2 separate regions of the Mus musculus genome follow, and region 2 is linked to region 1. A link is a contact called in public promoter capture Hi-C data. All regions are on one chromosome and are shown on one strand. Each heading gives the region's core, a stretch centred on a gene start, on an enhancer-like site or on the middle of the called end of the contact. The rest is flanking DNA. Distances are from core to core; before and after follow the strand shown.

Region 1 (4,315 bases), core at 669-3,168:
GTTTTTGGCAGCTTGTGTGGAGATTTCTCAAGAATGTGCCTAATTCAGATGTTGCAATTCTTGCAACATGTAGTTTATCATTAAACAGCAAGAGTGTATTTCCAAAACACAGATAGAGCTATAATTTGAAAAAAAAAATAGATATGGGCTAGTCTTAAATTTTGTTGCAAGCACTCATGGAAAACAGTCTAAATGTATCTTTTAAAAAACAAATTATGAGAACATGACTGAGATACTATGTAGATTCTAATGATATTTATAGTGTAATCTTGGCATTAAAAATATACAAACCTGTTAACAATTGTACCAATCTGTGTGTTCTTGGTGGTTTTGATATTTTGAGACATCTGTTTCCAAATATTTGTAGTTAAGAATAAAACTTCCTTTAAATTAACTTTCGCAAGGGAAAGAAAATCATGCAGGCTTGTATTACACATGAAATTAACCTTTACACAGAACGCAGGTAGTGGGTGAGCAGGAAGCTGCCTGTGTGTCTTCAGCAATGCTTGTGGCCTCTGTTGATATCTTCTGCTGTGTGGGTTCCACTGGCTTTTAAAGAAATAGTTCCTATTTAATCTTACACCACTGAACCTAACACCCACTCACTTCCCATACAGTTGTTGATCTGACTAAGCAGGTAACTGTTTACTGTGGTTTGAGATGTTGGTGGACTCTGTCTGCACAGCTAATCTTTAACCACTGAATTGATTGGTAAGGGCATTCTCAGGCACCTATCTTTAAGAGCCCAGACATGGGGTTGAATTTTAAATCTTCAAATGGAATGTAGATTTCCGTGGTTCCTATGCTATCCTCAGATGTTGGAAACATGAGTAGTCAGGGAGAATAACTAGGAGAAATGAAAGAACATTAATGCGTGCAAACATGCATTAGATATCCGGCACATGGTTCATCTTAATCCCACACTAAGGGAAGAGCAATACATACATACATACATACATACATACATACATACATACATACATACATAAATACATAAATAAATAAACAACAAATAAACCAACAACCCCCCCCCTAAGAGTTCACAACTGAACAATGGGTCTAGAGAGGAGAAATAAATCTATATTATTCAGAAATAAGAGCTGGCTAAGACTGTGGTTCCTGAACCTGAGGACCCAATGTCAGTGTAAGATCAATATCTGACATTCTGGGCAAGGTACAGGATTCACATGAGGGAAGACTCTCTTTTCTAAGATAGAGATGCAAGATATCAAGTCCTAAAAGGTCCCTGTGAATTTTTTAGTTATGCTATTATAAAATATGTCAAACACATGGTAGTAGAGGGATCTCTAACTGATCTGCAGTGGTCCTAAGATTTTTACATCACATCGTGTGTGTGAGTGTGTGTGGTGGGTACTCACATGCTCATGTGCAATGGTAAGCCAGCCATTGAAGCTCTCCATCTATTATTTTTCTCATCTCAAGAGCTATTCTAAACATATACTCAATAGTGCACTGTAACACATAGATATAAGGCATGATGTCACCACAATTACCTAATGACATTAAATTCATGGAGTTAGAGAATTGCAATAAATTAACTGGCTTCTTGCTCTTTACTCATAACTTAAAATATCTAATCTGTGATATTTTAAAATAATGCTTATTTGTGTTAGATTTAAAGAGAGAAAGAAAGGGAGAACAGGAGGAAAAAGAAAGGAAGAAACACAGCTCCCAATTTTTCCATCAATACATAGGAGTGGTAGGGAGTACCCAGAGAAGACATAGACATATCTTTTCCTCCATATAGAATAGGGAAGTGTACCCCTACTGGTACATTAAGTAGATGCCATGGAAAAACTGCAGTGGGAAAGTATCCACATGCCTTGGCTTTTCCCAGTGACAAAGTTAATGATTAAAACCTCCCAGACTCTCCTCCATATTCCCCAGGGGTATCTATTTGCCTTATGATGATATTACTATCTATTTTTGGGAACAAGGCTGATTGTCCCTTGCTTCTGGGCAGAGATTAATAATTGATGAGTTTCTAGTTAGGATCGTTTGCAAATCCTGTGCTCCTGCCTTTTGCGTGGTGGCCGGCAGGTGAGAGGAGGTGCTGCAAGACTCTCTGGTCGCAGAATGAAGAGGGTTCTGGTTCTCCTGCTGGCCTTAGCCTTTGGGCACGCTCTAGAGAGAGGTAAGGCTCCTCTTTTCACTAAGAACTATTGCTAATTTAATTTCCCAGTGCCACTTTAAAACTTGAAGAGTAACTAACAGAAGAAATAGTGGATGCTCTAGAAGACAATAAAAGAAGGAACAAAGAGGGATCGATCTGAGCTCAGCTGGGCCATGTAGCATTAGTAAGAAATGCTCCCCACACATAAGAAATAAGTAGCTCACTAAAGATAGAGGCAGGTATGGCGGTGCATGTCTGCAACCTCAGAACACTGGAGGTGAGAGTGGGAGGATCTTGGGATTTCAAGTTTCCCTGGTGAACTGGCTGCATAGGGAGTTCAAGGCTAGTCTGGGCTGCCCGAGACCATCTGAAAACAAGCAAAACAACTCCTAAAAGAAAGTAGGGTTATGTAAGCTTTCAGTTTTCCTCCCCACATTGGATAAGTAAGATCTATAATGCAACCGGGGCCTCTGGTACACAACTAAGCATTTTTATTTCCCAAATGCTTACCCTCCTTGGTATCATCACGATGTCAGTGGTACAAGACGCCAGCTGAGAGAGCTCTTTGATCCTCCTTAGAGGATCGTACTCTTCAGCAGTTGCAAGGAACGAGAGTTTTTAAAAATACCTCTCACACAAAATAAGAAACTTTAGTATCTCTGAAATAAAATAATAAACAAGGTAACAGGGGTGGTGTTTCATGGAAATCACCCTTGCCCTGGGACATTGGCCTTTGCAGTGTTCTGAGGCTTCCGACAGTGCTAGCAGGTCACAGGACATGTGTGTAACTTCATAAATTCTGCAACTGGAAAACTTTCCAGAGATGTTTCCATTGATTTTTTTCCAGATGATCTCTAAACCCTAATTTAGCCTTTTATTGTACAGTTTAGGTGTTATTTTATAGATTTCCCTTTGAATAATTTTCATCTCTGGATTATTTTTTGATGCTTATAAGGGCATCTGCACACACTCTGATTTGTCAAATTAAGATGTTCATTTAGTACTCTTTCTTGACAGCAGCATTCAAACCATTCATGTATATTTATAGTAATAACACATTTAACCAGCAGTATATGCCTCCCTGGGAATTATCACTTATTAATGATGGCAAGAATAAACTCAGTCTTGACTTTATTTCTAATTTATGTGCGTTGGTGTTTTGCCTGCATGTATGCCTGTGTGGGAGTGCCATCCACTAGAACTGGAGTTACAGGTAGTTGTGAGCTGTCATGTGGGTGCTGGGAATTGAACCCTGTTCCTCTGAAAAAGCAGCGAGTGAGTGTTCTTAACCACCGAACCATCTCTCTAGTCCCTGCATTCACATTTTTATGTGAGTTATTTTGTTATTTAAATTATGTTAAATTCATTTTTATTCATCTGCATATGCTTACTACAGCTATAAGTCCTGAGTGGAGACTACCAAATCTTAGAAAAATAGGTACTAGTGAATAGATGAATTATGTAAGCGGTGGTGCCATACGCAGCCCTGAAAGCGCCTTTGTAAGTGTCTGGGGATACATATAACCTTGAGATATGCTACTGAAGCAAGTTCAAACTCAGTCTCCAAAACCAAAAATCCCAGGGTGTGCTAGGGTTGGACTCAGCAGGCAGCCCCTGGGTCAGCTTCAAAATTGCAGACATAAAGGCAGTCTCCCACCTTTATTTCACATTCTCAGCAGCCATAGTCCCAAAGGAAACAAATGAAGCGAGAGGGAAAGGATAGGGGCAGAGAGAGGGGCAGAGGGGAGAGAGAGATCAAATCAGTTCCCTCAAGTCGTATAGCCCGTGTCCTGTAGACCAGACAAGACCCAGAGCCATGTAAAATACATTTACAAAGTATTTGCCAGGACATGCTTCATCTGTGGTTCCCTATTCTACCACACCAAGTGTGGCATCCGGAGCCACAACTGCGTCAGCGGGAGCCATGCTATGATCCGATGGAGTCTGGGCATGCCCCCTGCTGGTTGGAAGTGGTAGAGCACAGACTGAGACTGCAGCTGGCTTCCAGTTCAGAATGGCCGCAAGACTGGCTAGAGAGAGGGTTAGGATGCGGGTTGAGGTGTGGGGTGGTGGTAGTTCTCTATGTCTGACATTCTGAGAGACCTAACAGTTTCCTCAAACACTATTTCAATCACCCTGTGCTCAAGACATAGCTTGAAAACTGTTCCCTCGGTCCAGCAT
Region 2 (4,315 bases), core at 499-2,998, 1.4 Mb before region 1:
ACACAAAATGTCCAAGGGAAGCGTCAACACGTGCGTGTTGACCATACAATATGAAAGACGACTTTCAATAAATAACTGACATTCTTTTCAAGACATACAAACACAGCCTCCCACACATGTCCTCACCCTAATACATACAAAACATAATACTAAACTCTATCTCTCTGCACTTCTTTTCGCACAACACCCTTCTACTAGCACAGTGGTTGACACTTAGTGGTCTCCCAATAAATATTAGTTTAATGAAATATTTTAAGCCTACCCATCTTTAAACTGAACAAGCAGAACTGAACTACCATCGATGAAATGTATCCACACTGTTAAATATTAATGTAAAATAAAAACCACACACTTTGTGGAATAAATAAATACATAAATAAATAGGACCCTCAAAAGAAATTGTATAGTGTTGTCAGAAGCCAGCGTTCACCAGACAGGTGCCATCAGAGCAGTCTGTCTTCTTTCTCCGTTACTTGGGGACACCTCTGCAATCAGAAAAGAGTCATTGTTACAAATAGTCATCAAAGCCTTTCTTCTTTTATTCCAGCCCCTGAGGCTCCAGATGGGCTTTCTACATGTCTACACTTGCACCCAGAGTTCTGTACTGTCGGTTCCTGTGGAGTCAATCACTTGACTTGGAAAACAAAAACAAACAAAAACAAAAACAAACAAACAAAAACCTACTTCAGCATGGGTTAATTTACAAGTGTGACTTTAATCCTCTCTCACTCACAACTCTGTGATATAGCTGCTATTATCTCCCCTACTTGGCTTAAATTCAATAAATTATGTAACATTCACAGAGACCTTAGCCTTGAACTCAGGGAAATCTCACTGGCAAAAGAAGGCTCGGGCATGCTTTGCCAGCCCCTAAGGAGACTTTTAAAGGCTATTGGCGACTTCTCCATCTTTTAGGAACTGTTGCCACTGACCATTTGCATAGGGGTTTTGAGTGTGGTAATAATTATACACAATAGTAATTGTGTAATATACAATAGTAATTGTGTCCAAGAGGACACAATTCTCTAGCATCAGAACCAATTAATGATCTCAAATTAAGGTCAATTACCAAAATAATAACCACAACTTTCCGACCTCCTGATAAACACAGACTTTCCTTGATAGAATTAACGTTCAGGGGTCATATGCCAGTACTCCCACCCTTGACTCTAGTCTCGGGTACAAACACAAGTCACAACTCACTTTAGCATCTTTTGGACAATTTTCTGAACCAAGGGAGCTTCAGGGTCAAGGCAAGCCTCGCGACCATTCTTGAGTGTGGCTCTGCAGAGAGAAGGATAGACCCACATGTTAGGCATTCCCACTAGGAGAAGTGTGGGGGCGCGGGAGGGTTTGGGCGAGTCTGGAAGTGGCAGAAGCTAACCGGGAAGATACTCACATGACTTCGGTTTGGGTGCAGTGGGGCCCTGAGGGCAACACCTTCAAGCTCTGGATGTTCTTGAGGTGAATCCCAGCCATGGTCTGCAGGCACTGACAGCGCAGCTCATTGGCGATAGGCGCCCCTATGGGAGAAGACTCTTGGTCAGCGGGACTGTGGGAGGCTGCGCTCACCAGAGGTCCCTCCTCCCCCAGTGGCAGTGGCGAGACCTACCTGTGGCCAGGCGGCTGGTGGCCAGCAGCAGCAGCGCTGCACAGAGAAGCGAGCGGGTGGCTGGGATCATGGTGCTGTGTTGGAGTGTGGCTGGAGTCTGGAGTGCTGGAACTGGTTAGAGGCTCTGAGTCCTGTTGTGGAGCTCTAGGGCTCCCGCGAGCCCCTTTTATGCTCGAAACTCCAGAGCTCCGGGCCAGGGAAATTCCCGGAGTACAGGGTGTTTCCCTGCAACCGGAAAGGACATCGCTCCTCCCCCTTGCTCCACTCCCAAGGATTAGACTCTGGGATTTTTGCTTTTTGCCCCAAAGTCCCAAAGGGGAGGGAGTGACGTGCTTCGCTGGACAAGTGACGGCTGGGGGGTTGGGGGGGGGAGGAGTAGTGAGACTTCAGAGTCTCCAGTGCTCAGGGCGAGGTGGGTCACACGCGTTATGTGCACGTGGGCGCCACGCCACCTAGGATTCCACTTGGTGTACTACAGTGATTTGCGGGGATGGAAGCTTGTCTTGTTTTTTGAGTGTGGCAGATTAACGCATTCTTTAAAAAGACATCTACCCTCTCTTATCCCACGTGAGGTGGTTTGCTTTTGCCAACTGTTTTTGTGGTAAATCACAGTTGGTGGTTTGTATCAGGGAGGCATGTGAAGAGGGTGAGGAGAAAGATCACTGTCAAGGTTAGGTCCCTGTTTATTTTAGAATGCTGTAGCAATCTCCTCTTTGTTTTTTGAGCTTGGGAACTTCCCGAAAGTCCGAACTCCCGGTGTGGTTCCTGAAGCATCCCTACCCTGCTGTATAGCAGGTCATATTTTGTTTTGACTAAGGAAAGTCCACGGGAAAGCTGTGGGTTTTTTTCTGGGCTGAGGAGGGGGTTCCTAGATATAAAAGGCCACAGATGTCACAAGCACCAGTCTAACAGCAAAGGGCTATGGCTTTATATAACTATTAGTCTACTTGTACAACTATTTTCATGCTATCTGAATCTATCTGTATTGTAAAACTGAGTCTTTGAATATTATTATTATTATTATTATTATTATTATTATTATTATTAATTACTACTCAGGGTTACCTAGAACTAGCTATTGAACTTCCAAGCCTTCTCCTCCCACCTTCCAAGTGCTTCTTAGACTCAGGAGCCAATACACCAGACTTAGATAATTACTGACATATTTGTTGCTCTCTATTTAAACAATTTCAGAATCTGCCTGAATGCAGTCTTAGGTCTCCAGATTGTTGTCGTTATTGTTGTTTGTTTGTTTGTGTTTGTTTTTGTCATTGTTGGTATTTGAATGTAGATCCTAGCTGAACATCCATTGATTCTATGTCTCTGTGAGGGAGAACTGGAGCTATCATGTAAGAAACCCTTGGTCTGGGTGTACTCTACATGTGGAGCTACAGAGGCAGCCTGACTATTAGGATTAAAACTTCAGCTTCAACGAGTCCCCACGCAATGGTCACTGGCAATCTCTCCAACCTCAAGTATGTTTCTCATCTGTAAAAGAAAGCCAATAGTAGCATTTGCTTCACAGAGCTGATATACTAAGATGAAATGTGCTAGCATCCGGGTGCTATTTAAGCATTTTGCAAATAGCTACCAAATAAAGGAAGAGACGTGGTACTCTACAACTTTATTGGCAACAAATTGAATGATCATAAAGGTGGGGTACTCAGATTAGGATTAATGCCCCATGAGAGTTCAGAGGTCATCTGTGCTGAGTCTTACTCCCTTCTTCCCTGAGGTCTCTGCAAGGAAATGGTAGCCATCTGCACAGGAGAGTCCTTCACCAAGCACTACACCTGTTTCCAAACTTCCTAAGATTAGCTGTTTTGAAGGGTACCGTGATAAGAGAATTCCTCCTTGTTTTACTATAGCTGGATGCCGCTGATATATACAAGCTGCAAATCACAGAACAACCTACTGGAGTCATGTCTTAAAAATAGAAGCTCACTAGGGCTGGAGGAATGGCTCAGCAGCTAAGAGCATGTTCTGTTCTTGCAAAAGAGGTAAGTTCAATTATCAGGCAATTCCCAATCATCTGTAATTCCAGCTCCAGGGACAGCTAACGCCTGATGCCTCAGCCGGCCCCTGTACTAACATATGCGCATCCACACTCAAGTGGATGAGTGAATGTACACAGTCAATGTAAAACATTTCCAATCTTTATTAAGTCTCAAAAATGTCCCTCATAGAACTAATATAAAAATACAACCACTTAACATCTGTAAAGTATCCTTCAAGTAAAAGTTACTGAAAGTAATGTTAACTAAAGCAAACCAGTAAGATATGAAATTATTGAAACTAAAAAATAACATTTTATACATTCCATTCAGTAAAAGGAAAGGCATAAATACAGAACGTACAATAGTGGTTGCCCAGGAGAAAGGGATTTAGAAATTTATTATTATTGTTTGTATGTGTGTGCATGTGTGTTGGATGTATGTGGAGGGTGCATGTGGAAACAGTGGTTGACACTGGGATGTTTATCTTGATTGCTTTCCAGCTTGATTTGGAGTCAGGGCTCCCCATTAACCTCACAGCTTTGGATAGACTGGCTGGCTGCCGAACCCTGGCATCTGCCCGTCTATCCAGGCCTCCACAGTGCTGTGATCATAGAGACATGCATTCAGTCACTCCTCATCGTTATTTTGGTGCTGGACACGTGAATTTAGGTCTCAATGCTTGGACAGCAAGTATTTTACCCACTGA

The links. Promoter capture Hi-C pulls out the DNA fragments that hold promoters and counts their contacts.
Region 2: a contact with region 1 is called in a promoter capture Hi-C map of liver, with 3 times the contacts expected there. The contact joins the promoter of Cxcl1 here to the promoter of Gc in region 1.

The regions. Positions count from the first base shown.
Region 1 is chr5:89,455,501-89,459,815 of GRCm38.p6, reverse strand. It overlaps Gc (vitamin D binding protein), which reads left to right and starts at 1,918. Exons shown (of 13, transcript NM_008096.2): 1 at 1,918-2,155. The coding sequence starts at 2,098.
Region 2 is chr5:90,888,678-90,892,992 of GRCm38.p6, reverse strand. Cxcl1 (chemokine (C-X-C motif) ligand 1) reads right to left here and starts at 1,748. Exons shown (of 4, transcript NM_008176.3): 1 at 1,613-1,748; 2 at 1,400-1,523; 3 at 1,204-1,284; 4 at 1-485. The coding sequence starts at 1,682. The coding sequence ends at 470.